Regions from separate parts of the Mus musculus genome. Here region 1 is linked to region 2. The links are chromatin contacts, called in public Hi-C maps. All regions are on one chromosome and are shown on one strand. Each heading gives the region's core, a stretch centred on a gene start, on an enhancer-like site or on the middle of the called end of the contact. The rest is flanking DNA. Distances are from core to core; before and after follow the strand shown. Region 1 overlaps Plcb4 (phospholipase C, beta 4). Region 2 overlaps Plcb1 (phospholipase C, beta 1).

The links. A called contact is a pair of places that touch in the nucleus more often than the background predicts.
Region 1: a contact with region 2 is called in a Hi-C map of the N1E-115 cell line, with 3 times the contacts expected there. The contact joins two enhancer-like sites.

Annotation. Positions count from the first base shown.
Region 1 is chr2:135,853,046-135,858,844 of GRCm38.p6, forward strand. The region is part of intron 3 of Plcb4 (phospholipase C, beta 4); the gene reads left to right. Among named protein-coding and RNA genes, the nearest start is that of Gm14210, 43 kb to the left of the region's middle. Within about 2 kb of position 3,231, at least 23 of the 459 cell types and tissues checked have an H3K27ac peak or open chromatin away from gene starts, as enhancers often do. A contact at or near this core is called in the N1E-115 cell line, where this site is marked.
Region 2 is chr2:135,358,604-135,364,833 of GRCm38.p6, forward strand. It overlaps Plcb1 (phospholipase C, beta 1), which reads left to right. Exons shown (of 32, transcript NM_001145830.1): 24 at 1,051-1,183; 25 at 3,781-3,834; 26 at 6,165-6,230. Among named protein-coding and RNA genes, the nearest start is that of 4930545L23Rik, 150 kb to the left of the region's middle. Within about 2 kb of position 3,603, at least 2 of the 459 cell types and tissues checked have an H3K27ac peak or open chromatin away from gene starts, as enhancers often do. A contact at or near this core is called in the N1E-115 cell line, where this site is marked.

The DNA of each region.
Region 1 (5,799 bases), core at 1,981-4,480, 490 kb after region 2:
TCTGGCTGGACACTGCATCTGCATGCATCCAGTACAATCCAGTACACTCACCCCAACAAATACCTAGTATAATCACACTAACAAGGACCTAGTACAATCACACTAACAGTCCCTAGTACCTCCAGGTTACAGCTGGAGGGAGCTCCATAGGATCTTACAGCTGGCTGATGTCATAGCTGGGGTTCCATTATTGTCTTGTGCAATAATTGAGTAATCACTGTGAGCCCCAGATGGCAGCTGATATGTCCTTAGGTGACCCGACTGCCACAGGTTCTCTTACCCACTTGATGCCTCTTAAGCAAGATGACTAATAGCTTTTTGAGGCCTGGCAAATTTTGATGCCTGGTATCTAAGAGGTCAAGAAACTCTCTAAGGACAAAGTGCAGACTTAAACCTGAAATTAAATGATTCGTTATTAGTTTATTCTCTGTATATTTTGTCTGTGTTCTTTTATCTATATGTTGAGTATTTTTTATTCTATAGGGGGTTATATACAGCATATAAAATGATTCACTTTCCTGTACATATATAAATTATTTCAGATGCAAACATGAGCTCGAAATAATTATATTGCCAGGTGGAAATGTTCTTTGCCTTATAGAGTTATTATAAAGTGTATTTATATTATAAAGGCATTATTAACATCAAATACTGAGTTAATAAAAAGTTTCTAAAACATATTTCAAAAATTACAAAAGAAAAACTTGGTAAGACATCGTCACCAAAATGAAAACTGTGGCTCCCATTAGGATATTTTAGTTAGTTTGTTTCTGGGCAGCTTTCTGCCTAGTTGCTAACACATACCGCACCTTAGCTTTTCACTGAACACCATCCAGCAAGCATCACGCTTGTCGTGAGAAGCTCTGAAAGTGTTGCATTTAATGGCCTCGCTCTGCTTTGTTTTGGGGATTTGTCAGTTCATTGTACCCTACCCTACTGTTGGAGGCTTGGTGTAGTCCCTGTGTTTCTCTGCTGCAAGCCAACTAGCCAGCCAACCCTGTGTATTTTGCAGATGGCAAAGCAATTGTAACACAGCTGAGGTGAGGACCAAGTTGTTTAGCTGCAGTGTGCTAATAATAATAGCAGAGTGCATTGTGGGGGCTTCTATAGTTTCCAGTTATTTAGCAACATAGGCCATATCTTCAGGGACTTTCTGAATGGGCCATGATCTTCTGGCCTGTTCCTCTTGTAGTCTTCCGTTTCCTGTCACAATTGAGATTATTAGTAAAGGACCCTCAAACTGTCTCTTCCTGTTATGTCTCTTAGTTGTGAGGAAGAGGGAGGCAAAGACATCATGTTCTTTGCTTTACTTGAAAGTTGAAGTGGGCAGAGGCGATGGGACACTAAAGACAGGGAGGAAAGCCAGAATCTCTGTCCAGTGTCAGTGGGTCCCCATCCCTTCTTGGCTGGCATTAGCACCAGCAGGATATTCTCTCTAGAATTACCCAGAGCAACACTGACAGAGAAGCCTCGCTGCCTTGCTTGGGTTTCCAGTGTTGGGCTCCACACCTTTGCTGTGGCCCGTCCTTTGGATTCTGAGCCCCTGGCATGCTTTCAGTAGTTCTTGTCTTTGTTCCTATTTCCATAATGACATTTCCCTCTATGAAAACAATAATAAAGTGGAGGAAGCCCAGGTCCGAGATGATCACTCTGCAGTAGAGTCAGCCATAAATGTATCTTCAGTCTCCACAGAAGGTGGACTAGCATATGTTCCTCATCATAAAAGGCCGAGGGCACACTTTCCTGTGGTTCAGCAAAGGACTTTGAGCTGGGGTAAAGAGACAGCTATCCCATGGGAAGAAAAAAAAGTTTTTTAAAGAGGCATACCACATATTACATAATAGATGCTGTTTTGAAAGTTTCCCCAGAATTAATTTCCCATATTAAATCATGTCTCAGACTTTCTCAGGAACTTTGCTTTTTAAAAGAACTGTTAAATTTTGTAGCAAAAGTAAAGTGTCATAACACTCATATGCTGACTCCAGGACAAGGATATCTTGTTTAAATTTGGGAATTGCTTTAGGCCTAAGTTTCCTCTCTCAAATGCAACTTAGTCACAAGGCAGCTTTCTTCAGGTTAGAGGAGAGAGAACACTGCACAACTTACTATTTGAAGTCGGTTTTAACCCTTAACAAGCATTGCCATGAATCTGAAAATTACCACATTCTATACATGTAAAATAACATTTTGGATTAGTGGTTCTTTAAGCTTTGAGCCATATCTGTTAGGCTGGTTATATTACCATATTCACAATAGCCCATGGCTCATTAGTTATAAAGGATAGGATGGTATGGTCTAGGAGAACTTCTAAGTAATTCAGTTGAACCATGATGCTAAATAGATGTTCAAGTAAAACTGAACACTAACATGTTTTACTCTTATGTTTATCACATATTTTATTGTCTACATTTTCCTCAGAAAGTATAGGCTCTTATGTTTAGACTGATTGTCTAAGTAGTGTGAAATGTAGATGTGAATGCTTTTCTTAATTGAATTGAGGATGACTTAAAAGCTAGGCTTCCTAGAAAATTGTATATAGCAAATGCATGTCTTTTCCTTCTGACTTGGTTTAATTAGAAAAAAGTGAGCTGGCAGAGAGCTCTGTGGGTAAAGACATTGCTATCTGATTATGCAAGCTTAAAGACCTGAGTTTGATTTCATAAACCTGTATAAAGGTGAAAGGATAGAATCGACTCCACAGAGTTGTGTTCTGACCAACACACATACACAATGCCATACATGTACTCTTAATCCTCATACACCACACACACACACACACACACACACACACTACACAACACACAACACACATATACATACTAGCGTGCTCTTTCTTTAATAAGAAAAAAGTAGCATTGAAGCTTTAACACTGCACTTTGAACATCTTTTTTCATGATTGTGTTATTGATATAGCAAGTGATTTACCAACAGGACCAGACACTCAAATTAAACATAAAATGCAGCTGGATGTTGTAAATGGCTGTTAGACAGTCCCTGCTACACAATACTGTTATAGAAGCCAGATGCCCTCACTCAGAGCCTTAGTCACTTTCAGAATCACATGGCCATACTCATTGCTTGGAAGGGAAGAGAATCCATTAATAAGAATAATTTGGGAAAAAGCAAACCCTGACATCAAACGGAATCGAGACTAAAACATAGACATGTAGCTTTGTTTCCCTGAGGAATAATGGCCTCCGTGTCATTGCTCATTCGATTATGTACTCCTTTTGTAGATAGTCTCTGGTTGTCTGCTAAGTGCCTATTACTGCTAGGGACTGGGTTTAGAGAATAGAGAAGGGGGGAGGGTCACAGACAAATAAGCCACGATCTTTTTCTTGTCAGGCTGCTCATACTAAAGAGTACATGTGTTTGCTCATAGTAATTAGTGTCATCCAGAAGGCGATGTTATAGTTTTATATGCTTCCTTGAAAAAAATTCACTGATAGATGATTAATCCTATTATTTTATGTTCTCAAATTTCTACCCAGGATCATTTGCTAGTTTCTAACTGCCCATCCTCTTCAGTCCCTGGAGATCCTTTCTCCTTTCCTGGATCTTCTTTATTTTGTCTTGCAGTAGGGTTTTATGCAGTCCAATCTAGCCTTATGCTCTCTCTATATGCAAGAATGGCCTTTGACTTCTCATCCTCCTGGCTGAGTCTCCTGAATACAAGTACTGGAATTACAGGGATGTTTTACCATAGCCAGCTTGGATCTCGTTTGTATTCCTTAACAATATCATTCTGTGCAACGTACTGAGAATGGGCTTTTGTTGTTGGTCATTTCTGCTTTACAGCTTAGGGAAGGTGAAATGCAGTCTGAGATGGGGTCCCAGCTCTCGGAGTTTTTCCAGGTGAGAAACAGTGGGCACTGAGGTGGGATGGAGGCTGTAGTTCTCAAACTCCAGGGACCTAAGGCAGGCTAGGCTAGGAGTAAGGATCAGTTGGAAGAGGGGCGAGACTTGGGTGAGGCTCTGAATGACAAAGGCCTCCTCCCATGGCCTCCTCCCATGACTGTCCTTGATGAAGGGAAGCTCATTGGCTAAACACTTGGGGCCTATCTAGATACCTCATTAGCATGGAAAACTCAAAAATAAAACCTTTTTTTTCTTTTTTTTTTTCTGAGACAGGGTTTCTCTGTGTAGCCCTGGCTGTCCTGGAACTCACTCTTTAGACCAGGCTGGCCTCGAACTCAGAAATCCGCCTGCCTCTGCCTCCCAAGTGCTGGGATTAAAGGCGTGTGCCAACATACCCAGCAAAACCTTTTATAAAGTTTTTTTTTTTTTCATCAAGTTTTTATGCTATCTGACCGGTTGTCATGGTCCTCTTAGTGGGGTAGAGAGGTCATGTCCTCCAGGACAGGAACCTGGTCGGGAACTAGTTCAAACTCCTGTTCTTCTCACTTCTAAGAGTTATTGGGGTTCTGAACTTGCTACTACCTTACCAGTTCTTCTGTCTGGTGGCACAGTCCACTGCCCCACAGGCCTTCAACCTCTAGAGGCTGCAGAAATCTCTTTCTCATTTTTCCTTCCTTGTTTGTGAAGATATATTATTTCTCGTTTCCTGCATTACAAATTACTCTGAAGTTGTATGGACTTATAAAACAGTCCTGGTTTTCTTTTCTCTCATAACTTGGTTTATTGGTCAGGTGATTTGGCTGTTCAGACCCAGTTCATCGAGGAACAGATGACAAGAGGTGGCCTTGTTCACAGATTTGGGGGCCATAGTTGTGATGATTGAGTGAGTGAGGCTATCGTTTCCCACAGCCTGCAGTGTTCCAAACAGAAGGTGTGTATCTAAGCACAGGGCATATGCCTGAGCACATGTGTAATGCCATGGAGAGAAATAGTCTCCCTCTTTTGATGGGAGAAGCTGCAGAGACATGCAAAAGAGTGTCTCTTTTAGTAATATACTGCCATTCATGCAGGGTGGGGGGCACATCTTGCCCTCTGAATGAAACAAGTAAAGTTCACTTCCTACAACTGCTGGATGAAAGGAGAATGGTCCACAAAGCCTTCTATGTACTTAGGGATTTCATTTGCTTCAAATGACAGTTATATCTCACTTCTTTAACCTCAGTAGAATACATTCAGGCCTCTGAGCATTGGCCAAATTCAGATACCATGCGTTTCCATCCTTGACCGCTGTGTGATTTGAGGCCAGTCTTCCAATAGATGGGGACTAGGCCAGGGCCTGTGTATATGAAGTGATTGCAACTCTCAGGAAGAAAAGGGTAACACTTCTAATCTACCAAACCTTAACCACATCTTATTATATTACTTCAGGTCTTTCTCCTTCCAGGACTAGATGAATGGTCTTCCCTGGTAAGGGTCATCTCACCTTCAAATGCCTATAAAATGTTGGCTCATTTGAGATGCTGTCCACCCACATCTCATGATTTCCAACATCTATCATTCTGATCATGGGATCTATGTCTAATCCTCTCTGGGAAACTGCACATTATCCTGACTAACAGGGACAGTAAAAGAATTAAGAAATGAGTATCTGAAAGATGAGGACGACTCTATATTTAACTCTCGTGTTTTATATTGTTCTTTTCTACTGTATATTTTAATGTTCCATTTAATTGTTTTTGTTGTTGTTGTTGTTTTGTTTTGTTTTGGTCTGGGTCACCAACACCTTAGGTCACTGTCACAGAGTCACTCCCTTATTAATTCCTTCTTTGTAGAAAGATCAGAAGCAGATGTTCATTGATTCCACTAAAGACAATATGGAGTGTCAGCTTTGTGCCCCATGCATATGGGTGGCAAATGCAAATGGAAAGCAAAATTTGTAAA
Region 2 (6,230 bases), core at 2,353-4,852:
CACCAGAAAAACTTGCTGTGGACATGGAAAGCAAGTCTAAACCAGCTGTCAGGCACTTGGAGTGTGGGGAAGCACTGTTGGAGGACTATACCATTATAGAGGCAATTATTTTATAGGACCGGCATTGATGCTACAGACACTTACTGAATGCTTACCTTCAATAGGGTATAGCTGATGGAGTGGACAGGATAACAGGCTCACAAGTCTTGGCACATTTCATTTTGTCCATTGGTAATGGCATACCATCATAACTGTTTCGTGCATTTACTTATTTAGCTTGAACCAGAAAGTGTTCTAGATACTTACCAAACATTAACTGTTTTGATCCTGGAAGAAACCTCATAAGGTAGGCAATCTTATGATCCCTAACTCATGTATACCCTCAAGGATAAAGATGGAGACACGGCACAGAGAAGTAAGTGACTTGCTAAATGGACTGAATTTGAATCCAAGGACACCTGGTTCCAAAGTCTGCACTCGTACCCATCACTTTGGTTTTTGCTGTGACATGGAAGCTGGTGGCATGAATCAAACTAGCATTTCCTTCTGTGTTATTTATTCAGAAGCCTGTCTCTGCTACTCTGAACCAAGCTGAGATCAGTTTAGCTGTTTCACTCACATGTGTATTCAGCTAGGGGTGTCTATCCCAGGACATCGGGCTTAGCAGTCCTTCCACAGAGCCTCTCCTTGTCTACCACTATAGCAGAAATCTGTAAAGGCTGGACAGACTCTCTATGGTCCTTTGTTTGCATTAAACGTTGCTGTTCTCTCATTTGATGGAAGCATCTAGGGAGATCCAGAGGCAGTGTGGGAAGGCTTTATTCAGGAGCATGAGAAAGTTGGAGTGGAAACAGAGCACATTGTGCAATTAACCTGACACTTCTTGATTTCACACTATGCTGAGTTAATCTTGCTTTCTTGACAGTTTCAAATTTGGTATTTCAGACTCCAGAGGAATTTTGAAAATGCCATAATGTGTAGCCTTACTGTTACAGGAAGAAAATAAAAGCAGTATGAAGCAGAAAGTTAAAAAGATGTTTATGATCTTAGGCTGACCCTGGAGAAACATCTTCCGAGGCTCCAAGCGAAACCAGGACAACGCCAGCAGAGAATGGGGTGAATCACACCGCATCCCTTGCACCCAAGCCGCCTTCCCAGGCTCCACACAGCCAGCCTGCTCCAGGTAAACAGCGGGACAGTGCCATTTGCTAGCTCTCCAACCTTCAGCTTCTGGGCACTTCTGCGGGCCCAGAAGCTATGGCTGAGGGATATAAGCAGACTATAAGTGATATGGGTGGGCAGGTGGCAGGATGGACACATGGTTGACTGTTACCAAGCCTCACAGATACTCACCTGGCTCTGCTGAGAACCTAAAACCCACCTGTGTCATTGGTTGTTATTTGGGGGTGAATTATGATCCATCCACTAATAGAGTTTGAGTTTGTGAAGAGTTCTACAAACAACTTACCAGTATGCCTTAGAAGCACTTTCTTGCTTCCACTTCAAGGCTCTGCCACCACCTGATTTTCCAGTAACCTTAAATGTCCTCTTATGCTAGGCTGTCTGCTAGAGTGTGCATTTGAGTTAGGTCATCTCATCATCCCAGTCCTCAGCAGGGTGCATTCTATAGTTTCATTTGGGAGATGATGAAGCACTTCCTGAAGGACACAATGCCAGAGAAGGGAAGCCAGGTCAGAGGGCGTATGGTACTACTAAAGTGCTTGCTTTTAGCTTCCGTTCTTCACCCAAATCATTTCAATGCCTCTCATGTTAGCATTTCAACTCACTCTCCTTAATTGAGTGTATGTATGGTGTGTGTGTGTGTGTGTGTGTGTGTGTGTGTGTGTGTGTGTGTGTGTGTATGTGGTAGTGTTTGTCTCTCTGTGTATGATATGTATGTGTCTGTGTGTTTGTATGTGTATATATGTATGTGTATGTGTGTATGAGTACTGTGATGGTGATGGTGTGTATGTCTGTTATGTATGTGTGTGTGTATGTATGTGTGTGTATATATATATATATATGTGTGTGTGTATGCACATATATATGTGGGGTGGCATTTGTGTATATGTATGTGCATGTGTGAGGGGTGTGGTGGTAGTGATGATGATGTGTGTGTATGATATGTATGTGTCTATGTTTGTATGTATGTATATATGTATGTGTGAGTGCTGTGGTGGTGGTGTGTGTGTGATATATATGTGTGTTTGTATGTATGTATGTGTGTGTATATGTGTGTGTGTGTGCTTGTATGTGTAATGTGTGGTGTGTATATATGTGTATGTGTGAGTGGTGTGGTGATGGTGGTAGTAATGGTGTGTGTGTGTGTGTGTGTGTGTGTGTGTGTGTGTGTTTTTGTGTTTCTCTTAACAGACAGAAGCCATCCTGAGAGCAAGTTGAGCTTCATGCATCCTCTGTAATCACTCACTTCCAAGAAGTGGCATGCATTTGAGCCATCTAGTTGAGTCAGTTAATAAAACAGGAGGGGGATAACATAAAACATGAGAGTGTGACTCTGTGCCCGTTTTCTTCTCTGTCATAGTGGAACATGGAATTGGTGAAATACAGATCTTCTCACTGATGGGCAAGGCTGCTTTTTCAGAGAATATGTTTTATAAATACAAATCCTTCTTCATTTGTATCAACCATGCATTCACTGATCCTCTACTCCTATGAAATCAATAATAGGAGAGAGTGAACCATAACAGGACACGGCATTTCCAAATGATTATTATCTACCACATGCAAACACTTTCAGGGCTTCTGAACTGAGCTTATTGCTTCTGGGAATAAAAGAGAATTTGCCATTTTAACATCTTGATTTTTAAGTGATACTCAAAAAATAATTTGGCTTACAGGAAACAGTTAAAAATATTACAGACTCTGTGATGCAAACTCTCCTTTCCCGCTAAAGTCAGCAAGAACACAGTAAGCTTTCAAAACAAGTTAGTCTTCTGTAAGCTTGGCCTGCCTTGCACCAGGGTCTATTGATTGTCCTAGATTTGCACCCAGGGTCCCACAGTGAGAGCACTTGCTCATCATGTCTCCACGATCACCTTCCTTCTGTAACAGCTCCCAACTCTCTCTTGTTTCTCATACCCCTGATATTTTATTATTTTTCAAAATGTCCCTTGCTTCCTTTGAGCTGCCTCAATGTTTTCTTGTCATTAATCTGGGCTTCTGTTTTGATGCTGTGCCCTTCTTAATGCATCTTGGTGGGGACAGGTAATGTTGCCATGTCCCAACCCTAGGTCAAAATGGCTTCCCTCTGAAAGTTTTGCTTCCCACTCCTCTGTGTAGAAGCATTTTGAGGGTGTGTAATACCTGTTACACCTCACACTTGGCACAGTGATCATGAAGTTGATTGGTCTTTGGTCAGCATTCACTCTTTAATCATGTCATTCCTGATCTTGCCAGAAGGTGGCAGTAGTATTGCTGAGATTGAATTTCTTGTTTTGGTTCAAGTAGAGGGATGTCTCCCTATCTATGGAGAATGCCCGTAGTTACTCATCAGCATAGCATTGAATCCAAGTTACAAACTAAAGAGGTTTTACTGTAATTATGTTGTAAACAACTTTCTACAACTTTTTAGCCATCTCTCTAAAGAGACTTAGAATTTGGGGGCACAGGGGCAGGACCCCCCCAGTCCTGGAGATGAAACCCAGATGGCCAAGTGCTCTTCTACCCCGGGGCTGCACCTCCATCCACAAACATGCTTGGAAAATGAGATAGAAATTTGGAAGATAAAGAAGGCCATCTCTTTGATCTTTTTGGTTGCAGGGTCTGTGAAGGCACCTGCCAAAACAGAAGATCTGATCCAGAGCGTGTTAACAGGTGAGCATAAACCATTTTTCCTCATGGAATTTGCCACATGAACATTGCACAGTAAGTGTACAGAGGGGAGAAGAAACCCGGCCTTGGATTACACCTAGTCAGGGACAGTTTCCAGAAGATGTCACGGCTCCTGGCAGTCCTCTGCCTTTTCCCTGGTGTTTACCATGACTGAAACGTGTCAGCTTTGCAAGAATGTGCAGGGCTGCAGATTGGGGATATGTAAACTTTATCCACACAGCTATATTTCACCAAAAATACATAAATCATTCCTAGAAATTATGAAGAACTTACAAGGCAACAAAGCACGTTTTTAAAGGGCTTCCATGGGAAGCAATACAATGCTGATGAAGAAAACAAGATACTGAAATGTTATCTAAAAATCTGCAAGTGTATACACACAGGGTCTGCACCGCACCCTATCTGTGGCTATCTCTGAACAGTTCACCCATTAGTGATATGTGTCTTTATGCAGATGAGCATTACTTTTTACATTTGGGGATATTCCCAAGGGATAGTCTTTTACCCGGAGGCTTTTTCAAAGACAGGTTAGACTGTCTTTTTCTTAGAGGGTTGGAGCACGGGGAGTTCTGTTTCTAGACTGTTTGTGGCTCATGTTCTAGGTTCTCATGAGGTGGAATCGGCTACCAGAAAATGCAGAAGTTTCTCAGGATTATAAATTCTTAATGCAGCCATTATTACGCAACTGTCTGAAGTCAGTTTGAACCTGAGGGAAACTGTTAAATAAATGTATCTAGTTCTCTCCACAACTTCTTCCTTCAATAAGAAGAAAAAGTAGTTGTCAGGACAGACACACAGTAAGAGAAGGAAGCACTGTTTAAAGGCCTTGGTGTTTAGCAACAGAAATTACCATTCCAGCTTCCCTGTTTATGCACAGCCCGTTTCTATCCAGGTTTGCTATGGTTTCTGATATATATTATTTCTGAACCTCTTGACAGTTCCAAATATTTATGGTATCTTTTGTGGTGTTGTTCCTAAAACAGAAAGTTCAAATCAAGAAATGGAAACATGTGAACTCTGACTTAGCTGGGTCCAAATAAATGATAATTCATTGAAGTTGAGACACCATACATTGAAAGGCTCCCCAAAACCCCATTCTTGTAATTCTAGAGAAAGCAATAGAGAAGCTAGTGTGGGATCTTGACTTCAGAAGTGAGAACTCATTTTACAAATGCTTATTATAGAAGTGATGGAGTGTGCCTATGTAGTGATTTAAGATCAGACTTTGTCACATTGACCATTTTTTTCCTCAACATTGGATAAAACACTACAGTCATACAGGTGGCCCTAGCCCTGCTGGAGCCTTTGTGAAAGTTAGATTAAAGGACACTTTCTTGGCACACCTGACTGTCATATCCCCTGATATGTAGGGAGAAACCTACGGTGTGTCCCTTGTCAGTGCATCCCCTGAATGACGCTGAACCTGTGTGATCATTTGCTAAGTCGCTTTAGCAGTGGCTGTCAACTCGTGGGTCATGACTCCTCCAGCAAACCTCCATTTCTAGAAATATTTACATTATGATTCATGACAGTAGCAGAATTATAGTTATGAAGTAGCAGCAAAAAACAATTTATGGTTGGGGATTACCACAACATGAAAAATTAAAGGTCCACATCATTAGGAAGGTTGAGAACCACTGATCTAAGGCATGGTACCAAAAACAACAAAACACTTTCCATGATTTTTATTTTATTTAACCATCAGACCAGCCTTTAGTAGAAATGCCATCATCCCTAAGAAGGATGAAGTTGGGGCCTGCTCCATTTTCCTCTGATGTGATATGTTCTGTTCCCGGGCATAGTGAGGCTAGGTTATTAACTCTGCTTCTCTGCAGAATTTTCCTCTATATAAAGGGAAATCTTCTTTTGATCATCCCAAATTCACAAGAAGCTGGCCTTCATGGGGAGACCAGACCCGGTGTGCCATGCACACCTTGGGTTCTCGTAGGATTGTTCAGAAGTCATACTGAAATTGATGTGCGTGCTTTTGCTTGGTTGTTTCCACTGCTGATCTACTTTCCCTCTCCTCAGCTCACAAGGAGCCACAGGCACACAAATCCCCATTCTAGACTCTCCTTCTGGGAAAACCAAACTTAAAGCCCCAAAGAAGGAACTCGCTCTCTGCAATGTTTTGTTAGCACAGTCGTTAGCTAGTGGCCAGAGCAGTTTACTGACAGTTCTGACATCTAGGCTGTGCTCTTCAGCCACTCTTGGAAGGAATAAGCTGTTCCTCTCTGAACAGGATGCCACTGTCCCTACCCCTGGACTCTCAGCCACTCTGTCACTCAGCTCCTAACGCTCCTCTGTTGCAGAAGTAGAGGCGCAAACCATCGAAGAGCTCAAGCAACAGAAATCGTTCGTGAAACTTCAAAAGAAAC